2 separate regions of the Mus musculus genome follow, and region 2 is linked to region 1. The links are chromatin contacts, called in public Hi-C maps. All regions are on one chromosome and are shown on one strand. Each heading gives the region's core, a stretch centred on a gene start, on an enhancer-like site or on the middle of the called end of the contact. The rest is flanking DNA. Distances are from core to core; before and after follow the strand shown. Region 1 overlaps Iqschfp (Iqcj and Schip1 fusion protein). Region 2 overlaps Iqschfp (Iqcj and Schip1 fusion protein).

Region 1 (6,595 bases), core at 2,233-4,732:
ATCTAGAAAAAAATCACCGACTTCTATCGGCTTCAATTTCTTTGTGAGTAAACTAAGAAGTTTGGGCTTTCAGGTCCCTTTCTGCCATCGTCTCTAGTTTTCTATTAAATCATTCGAACATGGGAAAAGCTAAGACTTCTTGGCTACCAAGTGTCCAAATTTATAGATATACAAAAATGAATACAAACTAAAAGGTAGCTCGTACGATTACAGAAATTATATTTTGTTTTAAAGAAAGAAGCACATTCCTTAAATCTTTACAGGACCTCTGCTCAACTCCCAAACTCAAGGATAAAATATGAACAACCAGTACTTAGGGACACTCAGATCTTAGTCCTTGTCCTCTTTTTACTGAATTTGTTACCCAAGATCACGTGACTCTGTCCATTCAGGTTGTTGTTTTGGATGACTTTCCTTAGGATCTGGGGACAGTGGCTAAAGGAGATTAGCACATGACAGCTTACCACCATAAATTAAAAAAAGATTGTATCTATAGTATATGTCTTATAAAAATGAACTCCTTTGTCCTGAGTCCAACTCTGTTTCAAAACCTTAGCTACCATGAAGACTTACATCAATCAACACAGCACATGATACTGATGGGAGCCTGCAGTCAGTTGGTTTACGGTGCTTAGACTCAGGCTGTAGAGCCCACTGATGAAACACTGCTCATTTCGTATGCCTCACAGAATCACTTAATTGTGAATTTATGGTATGAATCCCTTGCTGTGATTTTTTTCCTGTCAATCAAAACCATGGTCATGTGGAACATTCCTGAATTCAGGGCACTCTATTAGCACAGGGAGGGCAAGGGCACATCTAAATGAAGTAAAGCAATTCATTGAACTGGAAACCTTGAACTGTTCATTAAAAAACGAGTCTCTTCCTGCCAATAAGAAAGACGGAAAAGCTCACTCTAAGAGACTCTGATTCTCTGATCATCAGAGGCACATTCTTCCTCACTCGCAATGCTACAGAGGCCTGAGATCCCACACGGTTTCGCTGCATATTTCCCTTTTTGTTTTGACCACAGAGGTGTGTTCTAACACACCCTGAATCCTTCCCTCCTCTCTCTCTCTTCTCCTCTCAATCTTTTTTTTTCCCCATCATTTCCATCCCACAGACAGCACCTTCCTTCTAAGATTGGTAAGCCTAATCAGTTTCTACAAGATTAAACCAAGAACCACGGCTATGTCTTGCTTAAAGCTAACACCTCTGTGGCTTTGGACAAATCACCCTGAACCAATAGCAGTTTGAAATGTAGCTATCTACATAACGAATGAAATACTTAAATTTCTTTTAGTATCCATGTACTTATTTCTTACTTTATTAAATGGAAAAATGTCAGGCAAAGTGCCTTTTCTTTTCCAAGTAGTGAAACCATCTTGAGAAGTACTATAATAGAGGGCTGAAAAGAATTCTTACTCCTATTATTAAAGTATTTTTCTTCATTATTGTAATGTCTTTGGGCCTGTTGGCATCCCAAGCTTCATTTGCAAAGACACAATTAAATGACTATTGACGTCATTTTTCTGTGTCTGTAATAAAAAGGGGAGGACAGAGAGGAGCAGAACTTTGCTCCTTGCCAAGGAAACCTCCACTTTTCTTCAACATTTATTATCAGGCCTCCTGCTGGAGTTTACTGCCTTGCAAATGGCTTTGGTTCAGCTTGCAGGCTTGCGTTCTTATCCAAGATCTACACACCGTTTTACAAAAGGAGTCAGGAGAGGTACATTAGATTAAATATTGATTTAGCTGTAAATCCATCCTTCTAACATTTGGGCAAAGCAGAAGGCCATCAGGTTACCAGCAGGTAAGGCTGGGCTCATGGATGATTAAAGCAGGGTGTGGCAGAATCAAGGGCACCTGATACCCAGAAGGTCGATCTCTGGCACTGCAGTGAGACGCACAAAGACAAACTGTGCTTTGACTGTTGCTCTTTCCACCCCCCATTCCCCTCCCCCCCCCCCAGTTTCAATAGCCCTTTAGAAACTTTAAACCATTTGCTGTTTTGTAAGTAGGTAGGGAAGGACACTGGAAAGGCTGTATAGGAAGTTGGGAAGCCGAGATCTACTTCCTATCTCTCTTGCTGACAGTTCTAAGTAGTTCTTTGGAGACAATTGTCCTCTTCTGCACCACTCTACCTTATCCTGAGGACCACATTACTTCAACAGGAGATGAGTCAGTCTGTGGTATGAAGTGTCATTGTCTATAACACAGTGTGGCATGGCTGCTCTGTAAAATGATGGTTTTACTTCTTTGTTTTATTTCTATTCCCATTGTTCACTATCAAGAAGCATTCACTGCAAAGGCGACTCTTTTGGTTTGTTGGACATGCATTCAAATTTATTCTCTATAGCAAATCCTTCTGGAGGGCTAGGCAGAGTCTCACAATAGCTCTCTGACTGTCCAGCAGTTCTCTATGTAGACCAGCCAGTCCCTGACCTTGTGGTAATTGTCCTGCCTCTGTCTCCTAGGTGCTGGGATTAGAAATATGCATCACTACACCCAGCTTCTGGTTTAAAATGATACAATTTAGTCAACACACAGCAGTCTCATTAGACACATGCTGCCCACCACAACTGAAGCAGGAAGATTAGCGGGAACAGTGTGAAAAGATTGCCAAACCTTTACATATTCATGAAGATATTTAACCCTCACGGTGATACAATGATGATTCAATGTAAAGGCAAGATGCTTATTCTTACTAAAAAGGGAGAAACCAAGAATCAAAGACGTTACACATACCCTGAACAGTTATACTGAGGAGGATTCTGAGACATGGCAGTGCAAGCCTAGAAGAAGGGTCTGGGCTGTGGTTCAAAACCATAGTCTGTCTAATATTTGATCTGGTGGCACTGATAGTTTAGAAATCCCAGTGTTTCAGATATTCTGGAATTTGAACATCCATTTCCTCATCATTTCTGCCCCTCTGATTTCTTGTTTCTGGGTACTACAAACATTTAAGCTTATGAAGGCATTTGGGTTCATGATTCTTACTATAGGCCAGATTACTGGAATGTGTGCTGAAATGAAACTAAGTCATTTTATACGTGTACAGCCTCGTGGCTCCTCAGTTCCCAGGCAACTCTCCTGCCATTCAGCCATTTAGTCAAACCAGCAACAAGGCCCTTCTTCCATGATGCTCGCCCAACCATTCCTCAAGAAGTGAATTAGTTCTGTATCTTAAACAAACAAACAAACAAATCCTTAATCATTGATAAACAATTATAGTACAGGTAGAGCCTTGATAAGTAAGTGATGGTTCAGCTTAGGATTTTCCTTATTTAATGTGATATAAAACCAAGACACATTCCAGTGAAATCTCACATTGAATTTATTTATCTATTTTCTGAAGCACTAGGAATTGAATGGGTTTTTAATTAGTTTTTTTTTTCTAGGCTAGAGACACATGGTGTGATATTCCTTCTCCATGCTGGGCAGCAGCAATGAGCCACGTTTCCCAGCCAGCCAAGCTGTCACCAGGGTAACTGATGGATGCTGTACAGTGTGCTGTGATTCTAAGCTAGGATCTTTAAGACATCCTGCCTGGTAATGTGCATATAAAATGTCTTTTCAAATTACAGTAAATTTACTGGGACACAATCCATTTAAGTTAAAGAACATTTATGTTTATTAATATGTTGTTAATTATTGTTTTAATCTATACTGTTAAATAACATCTAACTTCATATATTGTATATGTGTTTTGTATGAATCAAGTTTATACTTGCTTATTTTATAGTTACATACATATATGGATATGTGCACATAACTTATGTGCAGGCTATACGATACAGTGATCTATATTTTTGTGTCTCCTTCATATTTAGGACTTAATGTATATTCTTACAAATGGTTAGGGGATGGATGACTTAAATGCCCAAAATATGTAAGATGATATACTGTGTTCAGTATTAGCTAGGTATTTTCTGGACATATATCCCATTGTCCATGATCACTTAACCCAAAATTAACAGGTACAGATTTCAGTGTGCCAGGAATTTTGTACAGGAGACCTTACAGCCTCTCTGAAAAGACATTCTGATTTCACCAGGATGTCTATATCTTTACCTAGAATGGTTTTCAAAATGTTTTCCTGATGATACTTAATAAAGTAGCTATGATTTCTCATTTATTAAGCTTCTATCAAGGCCCAAGCGATTCTATTGGATTTCCTTTGTAAGAATGTGTATGTATGTGGGGTGTACATGTGAGTGTGTATGACAGTGGAGGCCAGAGGTACCAGGTCAGCCTGGAGTTAGAGTGACAGGCAGTTGAAAGCCATCTAAAGTGGGTGCAGGGAACTCAAGTTGGGCCCTTTGCAAGAGCAAATTCTCTGTTCCCAGCATGCCTTGTTTTATTCTCTGTTGACACATGCAGAAGTAATGGAAAGTGGCCCGAACAAGTGTATGATCACAGGAACTCTTGCTCACGTACAGCTCTGAACAACAGAGGCCCAGATAGGCCATGTTACTCTCCTCTGAAAGACACTGTTATTTTCTATCATCTCAACATGATCAGTGAACTTCTTAACTTCTTTGCATGCTTCTAAATGCTAACGGGAGGGTCAGGTCTCTAGGTTCCTTGTTGACTGAGGCAGGAGGATTTTGAGTTTGAGCAAGCCTGGGCTACACAACAAGACACGATGAAGAAGGAAGGGATGATGAGAGGGAGATGGAAGAAGAGGGAGGAAGGAGAAAGAGAAGGAAGGATGGGATGAAGGAATGGAGGGCAGGGCTGGAGTTGCAGTCAGGGAACTATAACTTAGTGAGACATGATTGCAGTCATCCATCCCCGTTTCTATCTTTGTTTAAATGCACACAAGGCAACATCGCTATATTACAGTAAATATTGTCTTGTTCTGGTCTATGTTATCTGTTCCTTACAAGGAGTGTCCTGCTAAAAACACTAAGATATATGACCCACTAGGCTTTATTGGGAGATATCATTGCAACAGTGTTAGCAGTGTGTGCGTGTGTGTGTGTGTGCGTGTGTGTGTGTGTGTGTGTGTGTGTGTGTGTGTGTGTGTGTGTGTGTGTGTGTGTGAGAGAGAGAGAGAGAGAGAGAGAGAGAGAGAGAGAATACTTGTGCGTTAGTGTGTGTTTGGAGCATGTGTATGGGAAAGTATGTATGAGTATGTGTATATGTGTGTGAATGTATGTGTGTGATTATGTGAGTGTGTATGTATCTGTGTTTGAATGTATGTATATGAGTATGCATGTGTGTGTGTGTGAGTGTGCTTATATGTGTGTGAGTAAATGTGTGAGTGTATGTGTTTGTATGTGAGTACATATGTGTGTGTATGTGTGTGTGAGTGTGTATATATGAGAGTATTTAAGTGTGTAGGTGTGTGTGTGGGTATGTGATTATGTATGTGTGTATAAGTGCATATGTGTCTGTGAGTATGTGTGAGTGTATGTGTGTGTTTTTATATGTGTGTGAGTATGGATGTGTGTGAGTGTGTTTATATATGTGTGAGAATGGATGTGTGTGTGAGTGTGTGTGTGAGTATATGTGTGTGAATGTATATGCATGTATGTGAGTATATATGTAAGTGTGTATGTGTGTGAGTGTATATGTTTGTGAATGCATGTGTGTATGTGAGTGTATATGTGTGTGAGTGTGTATGTGTGTGAGTGTGTATGTGTGTGAGTGTTTATTGTGTGTATATGGATGTGTGTGTATGTGAGTGTATATGTATGTATGAATGTGTGTGTGTGTGTGTGAGTGTGTATGTGACTGGGGGCATGTGAGTATGCATGAGTGTGTGTGAGTGTGTGAGTATGTGTATATATATGCTGTAGCAAAAACATTTTTGCTTTGATACAAAAAGTTGGTGGATAGGACATTTATCTGTTGAAAGAATCTCCACGCGCCTGGTGGGTTAGTTGGAAGCCACTGGTGCAGAACAAACAACCCTGAGTCTAATATTTAAGAGTTTTCACAATTTCAGTCCAAAATGATTTCTATTTATTTATTTATTTATTTATTTATTTATTTTTATTACATATTTTCCTCAATTACATTTCCAATGCTATCCCAAAGTCCCCCATACCCAAAAGGATTTTTTAGATTACCCCTAACTCCCTACCTGCACACCCAAAGATCGTGTTGTTTCCATCTAAATTTTGCCCTTTGCTCCCCAATCTCTGTGTGTTCTTTGTTCCTGCCTTCTGCATCTTATGTGACTCTATTGCCTCTATATGGAATGTCCACCCTTCCTGATTCTGAATGTACAAGCCAATTTTGCCTTCTCTTGGGTCCCTCCTTTCTCACCTAGAGTTCATTTGTCTCTTCTCACTCTGTGTGTGACTTAGTCTGTATCTCTTCATTCGTCACATTAAGACTTACCCCAATTAATTTGTCACATTAATCTTACCTTCTTGTCTTAGAATGTAAGATTATAATGCTTTAAAAATAGGATTCATGAATGAATATCAACCCTGAGTGCTTCCCTCAGAGAGATTCAACCTACACTAAACTAATACAGTGGAAATGACTTTAAAGCAATACATTGTCTTTTTGGAGGTTGTGATAATTAATATTCCCAGCTCATTTTGTGTCAGCTGTTGCTTTCACCCCATCATTTCCT
Region 2 (7,389 bases), core at 3,858-6,357, 340 kb before region 1:
CGGCAAATGTACCAAGATAATAGGACAGGACTGACAGTTGCTCTGACAGAGGTGTGGGCCAACTGGATAGCTGAAGGCAAAAAGCAAACCAAACCAAATCAAACCAAGATAAACAGGACTTAAAGGATAAACTTTCAGGAGAGGAACTGGAGACCATGTGAAAAATTTGTTAAATTTACTTTAAGAAATTGCCAAAGTATTCTAAAATGAACTAAAAATGAATCAGAACATAAGGTGGGCTTTTAAAAATGAAGAAGAAAACACACAAGAGATTTACAAGCTTGGGTTAGACAAAGAATTGTTAAACAACATCAAAAAGCATGATCAACTCGAGAGAATTTTGAGACGGAAATAAGATTTCAGCAAAATTAAAAATAGGCTTCAAATATATCAGTAGGAAATTGACACGACAGTGACACTCTGGGAGGACATGCACACAGAAGTATTACCTAAGGGTGAAAGAAATGTCTTAAGTTTGGGTTCTAGGGTGTCTGGGTAGCCCTATACATTTACTGAAATCACTGACTTGTGCCACTAAAGCAGGCCAGTGGTGTGGCATGTAATTAGATCTCAGAAAACTGTTAAAAATTAGAGAGCTTATTTTGCTCACATAATGAGGGCCGGCATCCAAGGTGATAGGATGAGCCTCGAAAGGGACAGGATCTCTATCTGAGCCTCAGCTACGTTTTGTCTGTGCCTCTCGTCTGTGCTCCCGCCTTCACTCCTTTCCTAGCTACAAAAGAGAAGAAACTAGACATGAAGAAGACATCGGCCACTGCTTCTTGGCCTTCTGGATGAGACCAGCTAAAGTACCTGTTTTTACCAGATACCTGAGGCATTCTCTATCTGAGGACAATCGTTTAGGAGGATTTTTGGAGCAGGAAGGGAGAATAGGAGCTTGCTTGACCCACATGCCACACATAACTCTGGAATTATAGTACCTTGAAAAATATTATACCCCCTTAATAGAATTAAAACAAACAAACAAACAAACAAACAAACAAACAAACAAAGATACTGGCCAGCTAAGCCAGCCATGTTAATAGGTATCTCAGAGAAACAACAACCACTGGCCAAATTATGTCACATGACCATAAAGGATTTTATTTGTTTATTTGAGACAGAATCTCACTATGTAGCCTGAGCTGGCCTGGAACTCAGATGTGCCTGTCTCTGTCTCCTAAGTGCTGGGATTTTATTTAAGGTGTATGCCATCACACCTTGTGATTTTACTCTCTCTCTCTCTCTCTCTCTCTCTCTCTCTCTCTCTCTGTGTGTGTGTGTGTGTGTGTATATATATACTCAAAGAAGCCAGAAGAGGGCATCAGACCCCCTGAAGCTGGAGTTAGAGACAGTTGTGAGTCACCCAATGTGGGTGCTATAAACCAAACTTGGGTCCTCTGCAAAATCAGTGCTCTTAATCACTACACCAGGGTTCTGCCCAGAGATAATCGACCCTTGGGTCTTGATCCCTTTGGGGTAATAGATCAGATATCCTGCATATCAGATGTTTATATTACAGTTCATTACAGTAGCAGAATTACAGTTATGAAGGAACTGCATTAAAGGGTCACAGCACTGGGAAGGTAGAGAGCCGCTGCTCTAGCCCCAGAAAGACTGTAGGAAATACAGTGCTATACTGCTGCTCCCAGTCAGCTAAGGTTCCATTAGCAAGAAAGAATGGACGAGCAGCTCAGGCTCAGGGTAGAAAAACAATTCTTTTTTTTCCATATATATTTTTATTAGGTATTTTCTTCATTTACATTTCAAATGCTATCCCAAAATTCCCCCATACCCTCCCCCCACCCACTCCCCTACCCACCCACTCCCACTTCTTGGCCCTGGTGTTCCCCTGTGAGGGATATACTGAGGCATATAAAGTTTGCAAGACCAAGGGGCCTCTCTTCCCAATGATGGCCAACTAGGCCATCTTCTGCTACATATGCAGCTAGAGACACGAGCTCTGGGGATACTTGATGTCAGTCTAAACACAAACCCGGCCAGCACTGTTCACACTGGATAGTGGTGTCTGGTCATGAAGCGACGACCCAGGGCGTGCTTATTGTTCACGGCTGCTAATTAAAACGAAAACTAAACAAATCCTCTGCGGAAACAGAAGGGTTCTAAAGAAGCTGTCTGTTCATTGAACAAATGTTCACTGTTCTTCATAATTTTAGCTCCAAGACAAAAACCTGAAGGCTGGGACAGTTGGTACAATGGAAAAACAGGATGCTCAAGTTAGAAATGGCTGCGTTTTGAAACTTGGTAGTGTCCTGAAGTAGCTATGCCTTGGGCAAAGGTCAGTGTAGCTCAGCCTCAGTTTCTTCATCTTTACAAAGGGAGGCCGACGGTTGCCTCCCGGGTGAGGGGAGGCCTTCACAGACAAGGTGTCAAGACTGGCCCTGGGGCTTGGCCCACATTCCTCGGGACAGAGAGGCACAGCTGCCACACACAGCCAGGAAGGGTGAGGACTCACTGCTTTTCTTGCCAAAATCAAACAGCTTTCCTGCCACTGTTCCCCACATTTCCCAGGCTGATTACGCTTCTCCAGGGAACTCCTAATTAGAGATCATCCACTCAACATAGATACAAACACACACTAATTTGGAGGAGGGGGAGGAAAAAAAACCCAATCTACAAAAAACAAAACAAAACAAAAAGCCAACCCCCCAGGCAAACAAGCAAACAAACAAAACCCCAAAAAAACCGACAACAACAAACCAGGAAAACGATAAAGACAGAAGCATACAAAGAACAACATTCTAAAAATCCTTTTTAAAAACCCCTCATATTGTTGTAATCTTCCTGGTGGTTGGTTCTTCCACAGAACCATAGACAGCACTTAGAAAAGCATGCTAACCTCTCCACGTACTGGGACACAGGACAAATGCAGATGCAAACTCAGATCATCCATAGAAGGCAGAGGGAGGGGACAGGGAGAAATGGCATCGGGGCAGGGGGAGATGAATACAAATATGAGCCTATAATGAGATATAGTCAGGGCTGGTAAGACAGCTCAGCAGGTAAAGGGGCTTGCTGCCAAGAGTGATGACCTGAGTTCCATCCCCAAGATCCACTAGTAGAAAGAAAGCTGAACCCCAAAGCCTGTGCAGTGCGCTCTCTCTCTCCTCCCTCTTTCCCTCCATCCCTCCCTCCCTGCACACACACACACACACACACACACACAGAGTCCACAACTTTTAAATGCTCTGCAAGTGTCTTGGCTTTTTACAGCTCCCACTTAGCATTGACTGAATACAGTCCCAGTTCCCATGTCTGCAAGAAATCTATGTGTCACAAAGATGAACTCCAAGGTTGTCCATGGAAAGGCAGAACAAATACCTAATGTCTACCATCTACATCAAAGGCTTCATAGTGGCAAACTCACTTGGTGTGTCTAATCTAGTGACAGGCACAAGACATGCTGACGTCTGCTCGGCTGTTCCAGTCACTGCACACAGCCATAGCTTAGCTTCCTCCCAGGGCCTCACTTAGCCACTGAGGCTGCAGCTCATCTGTGGGCGCTCTCCTCCACTGTGGGAAGAGGCAGCAAGGGCTGGACGAGGCCATCCCAGCAGTGGATGCATTGGCCGCTGGGCAGCGAGCGGTGTGACACTTGGTTAGCAGCAACAGTGGCTCTGCTTGCTAAAACCAACCAGCTGGCAAACACCTGCCTGTTTTCCAGAACATTCCTCAGTTCCCAGATTGAGAGATTCTATCTGTCCTTCAGTGCCCTCCAAAGATCATAGCTGTTCATTTCTAACCCCTGCTTTGTGCAGAATTCCTCCTAGCTGGAGAGCTGCCTCATTTCACACGTGCCTTAGAAATTGGCTACAAGCAAAACAAATCAAAGACAGATTCTCTATTTTTTTTCCCCCTTGGGTGTCATCTTCTTGTCTCTGTCTTCCCCCTGCCCCCTACAACTCAAATCCGGGAAAGCAGGGGAAGTCTTGTGCCTCCAAGCACACAGGCCAGAGGAAGGCTGGAGGTAACACATCTTCACCAGCGGCTCAGGTCTGGCTCCCAGTGGCAGCACAAGCTGATACAGTGTAATAAAAACCCACACAGTGAGCCCACAGCACCAGTGTGGGCACACTGTAGCTAGCCCACAGCACCAAACAGCCACTCAGGTGTATCTTCTGGGATACTGGAATACTTTGTATACCATACAGTTTACAAACACAATTGACTGCTCACTTTATCACAGTGTCTTATTTATGTGTTTGCCTGCCTATCTATCAATCTACCTTTATTTATTTAATTACTTATTTTATTTTAAACCGTTTCCCTACAGTCAGGCTGGTGGGGAACTTGCTATATGCAGCCCAGCCGGGCTTCCTACTTGAGCTCCTCCTGCATCTGCCTCTTCAATGCTGGAATAATAGTGGTGGTCTTCATCTACCCAGGCACTATCCACTAAGAGTGTAGGTCTTCATCACATACCTACGCCCTACCTCCAAAAGGATATCCTGCGTCCTGGGAAGAGACCCACTTGGACATGATTAACAGAGATGACCAGATCTGGACCAGGTTTGCATAAAGTTCTTAGAGTAATGGTCAGGAAAGCCCCAGCATGTTTGCTTAGCCTTTTGTTTTTGAGATGGGGAAATCTCACTTTATACCCCAGGCTGGCCCTAAAACTCACCAGTAGTTCAGGCTGGCCTCAAAGTCACAGAAACCCCGCCTTAACCTGTTATGTGTTAGATTCACAGGTAGGAAGCCACCACATGGGAGTCTGTGTGCTGTGTTATTTTTTAAAAAAAATTAATTCATTTATTATATGTAAGTACGCTGTAGCTGTATTCAGACACTCAAGAAGAGGGTGTCAGATCTCCTTACGGATGGTTGTGAGCCATCATGTGGTTGCTGGGATTTGAACTCAGGACCTTCGGAAGAGCAGTCGGTGGTCTTACCTGCTGAACCATCTCACCATCCCCCCGGGTGCTGTGTCTTAAAGTGGATCAGAAGGCTTCTCATTAAACTCATGGTTTATTTGGCTCACAACCACCCTCTTCTGTGAATAGCATAGCTCTGGGGCTGCTTCTGTGAGGGAGGAGGTGGGAAGTGAGTCTTTAGATTTTACAGTCAATGCTTTATTGAAGACACTAGGGGTCAGCAGATTCCCAAAAGTTGTGAGTGAAACCAGGAGCCCTGGCACCTAGGGCGGGGCCCGGTGCTCAGGGCGTTGCTGGAGAGATGCCCACAGCAGCCCGAGTCTAATTACTATTGTAGCCCCTTCCATATACAGGCCCTCCTCTTAGCAGTAACTTTAACTTTCATTTGGGTGCCTGACGTCCTCCTGCAAAGCCTGGGTGCTCTGAGACGATGATCTGATGCTGGAGTTTGTGCTGCAGCCCAAGCTAATTTACATAATACCTCCCACAGCATAGCCCAGGCTGCCAGTTCAAAGAAATATGACCTTATTTGGGCAGTGAGAGCCAAGAGATAAAATGGGATGGAGGTGGGAATGAGGGTAGGGGCGGGGACTGAAGAGGTGGCTCAGCAGGCAACTAAAAACCAGCACTGGTCTTGTAAGGAGGACTATTCAGTTCTCAGTACTCACAAGCACCCATAAAGATTGGGGGAGGGGAAATCTAACAGCTTCTGGACCCCGCAGGACAGGCACCTGCATTCACACATTTGTATACACACATACAAACTTAAATAATTGAAATAAACTAGAAGATTGAATGGGGAGAGGCAAGGAAATTTGCTAAGGACAACTGATTCTTCTGACAGAGTTCCTGGAAGTCCCCCTACCCATCTTTTCTTCCAATTAGATAAGAAACTTACTCTGGAGTCATATGATCCATACTCTGGCAACAACCAGGTGTGGCAATGTGGGATAGCTATAAAATGAAGCTGACTGCAAGAAACACAGCAGGGGCTTTAATAAAAATGATACAGTTCTGAGAAAAATTCTATTAAGTAAAAGAAGAAAACACATTCTAAATCATGTGTGTGTGCAGGTATGAGTGTGTGCAGGGGTGTGTGTGTGTGTGTGTGTGTGTGTGTGTGTGTGTGCATCCCATGCTGGAAATAGAACCCAGAGCTTTGTGGAACGGCTTTCTTCCCTTGAGCTTCAGCCATATACCCAGAAGCGTTTTCTAAAGAACGTCCTAGCTGTTTAAAAGCCAAATCTCTTCTCTGTGAAGCCAGGTTGAATATGGATTTTTTTCATATTTGCATTTAGTGGCAACTTACATAACACACTGAGGGGACAAAGCGTTTCAAGTGGGAAAGCAACTGAGTTGTATGTTCAAAAGCTGCAAGTTTCATGCCAGACCAACCTGTACTGGGGGGACACCAAAACTCTGCAGGATGACTTAAAGGCCATGGACCCAGCTCCTGACTGGGGAGGAGGACGTTATATATACTCAAGGCTTCTCTCCTTTACAGTTGCTGTGCAGAACGTATCATTGCTGGTTCATCTTCCTTCCCATGTGCTCGTCAGTAGACGTGGTTTTTTTTTAAAGTGTTGATCAAAATTATATCCTCTTGTTTTACAAGAGCAGGGAGCTCCTGCCACTGTGCCTGGAAAGCCGAGAGGGTGGAGGACAGGCCTGCACTCCAGTTGTCTTCTGATGCCCATTGCTTATCAGCCCGAAGCAGTGTCAGGCCCTCAGAGCTCAAAGGCCTAGGCATTTCCTTCATGTGCAAAGACGGTTTGCTTTGGAACTCAGCAGAGAATCAGTAAGGGACCAAAGGGATCGATCGCTAACACAGCCAGCTCTCCACAGCACTGAAGATGGCATCTGTGGATCAACTGCAGATAAAAAACCATTTCTAAGAAGGATCGAGGGTAGGTGTGGTGGCCAAGAGCACTGGCTGCTCTTCCAGAGGACAGGGTACGGCTCCCAGTGCCCATACAGTGGCTTTCAGCTCTCCCTCACATCTTTTCTGACCGCCTTCTGCACCATGCCTGAACATAGTGCACAAATACAGTGAAAGCAAAGCACTCACACACATTAAATACATCTTTTTTTAAACAACAACAATGATGACGACATTTAGGCCTTCTAAGAAGGTTCCTGGGGACTCAAGGTGCTTACTGCCAATCCTGATGACCTAAAACCAATCTCCAGGATCCCCTTCATTCCTGCAAACTGTCCTCTGACCTCCACTCACGTGCTATAGCGCACACATGCAGACGTAAATCAATGTCATAACTTTAAAGCTGTGTCTGTGGTGAACATGTACAGATCTTAACCTTGTGATTATTCTCTAAAGAGCTTAGTGTAAAAACTTGCATCATGTTTGTTCCGTATTTGTTATTCTATGCAATCGACCAAGGGCTCATCATTTGGGGAGCTGTAGGTAATGGGCTGCGCATGTACACTACTTGGGAAATGAGCACTTGTGCATCTTGGTAACCATGGGGAGTCTTGG

What was found. Hi-C and Micro-C count contacts between places; a contact is called where the count stands out from the background.
Region 2: a contact with region 1 is called in a Hi-C map of cortical neurons, with 2.7 times the contacts expected there. The contact joins two enhancer-like sites. A contact is called at or near these places in 3 of 39 promoter capture datasets (cranial neural crest, hippocampal neurons and liver), 6 of 484 Hi-C or Micro-C datasets (the C2C12 cell line, cortical neurons, forebrain and 3 more) and 1 of 9 other capture datasets (embryonic stem cells).

The regions. Positions count from the first base shown.
Region 1 is chr3:68,198,293-68,204,887 of GRCm38.p6, reverse strand. All of the region lies in intron 4 of Iqschfp (Iqcj and Schip1 fusion protein), which reads right to left. The region is part of intron 1 of Schip1 (schwannomin interacting protein 1); the gene reads right to left. Among named protein-coding and RNA genes, the nearest start is that of Schip1, 140 kb to the right of the region's middle. Within about 2 kb of position 3,482, at least 16 of the 459 cell types and tissues checked have an H3K27ac peak or open chromatin away from gene starts, as enhancers often do. A contact at or near this core is called in cortical neurons, where this site is marked.
Region 2 is chr3:68,541,094-68,548,482 of GRCm38.p6, reverse strand. All of the region lies in intron 5 of Iqschfp (Iqcj and Schip1 fusion protein), which reads right to left. The region is part of intron 2 of Schip1 (schwannomin interacting protein 1); the gene reads right to left. Gm22073 (a small nuclear RNA gene) reads left to right here and starts at 775; the gene lies at 775-963. Within about 2 kb of position 5,107, at least 114 of the 459 cell types and tissues checked have an H3K27ac peak or open chromatin away from gene starts, as enhancers often do. A contact at or near this core is called in cortical neurons, where this site is marked.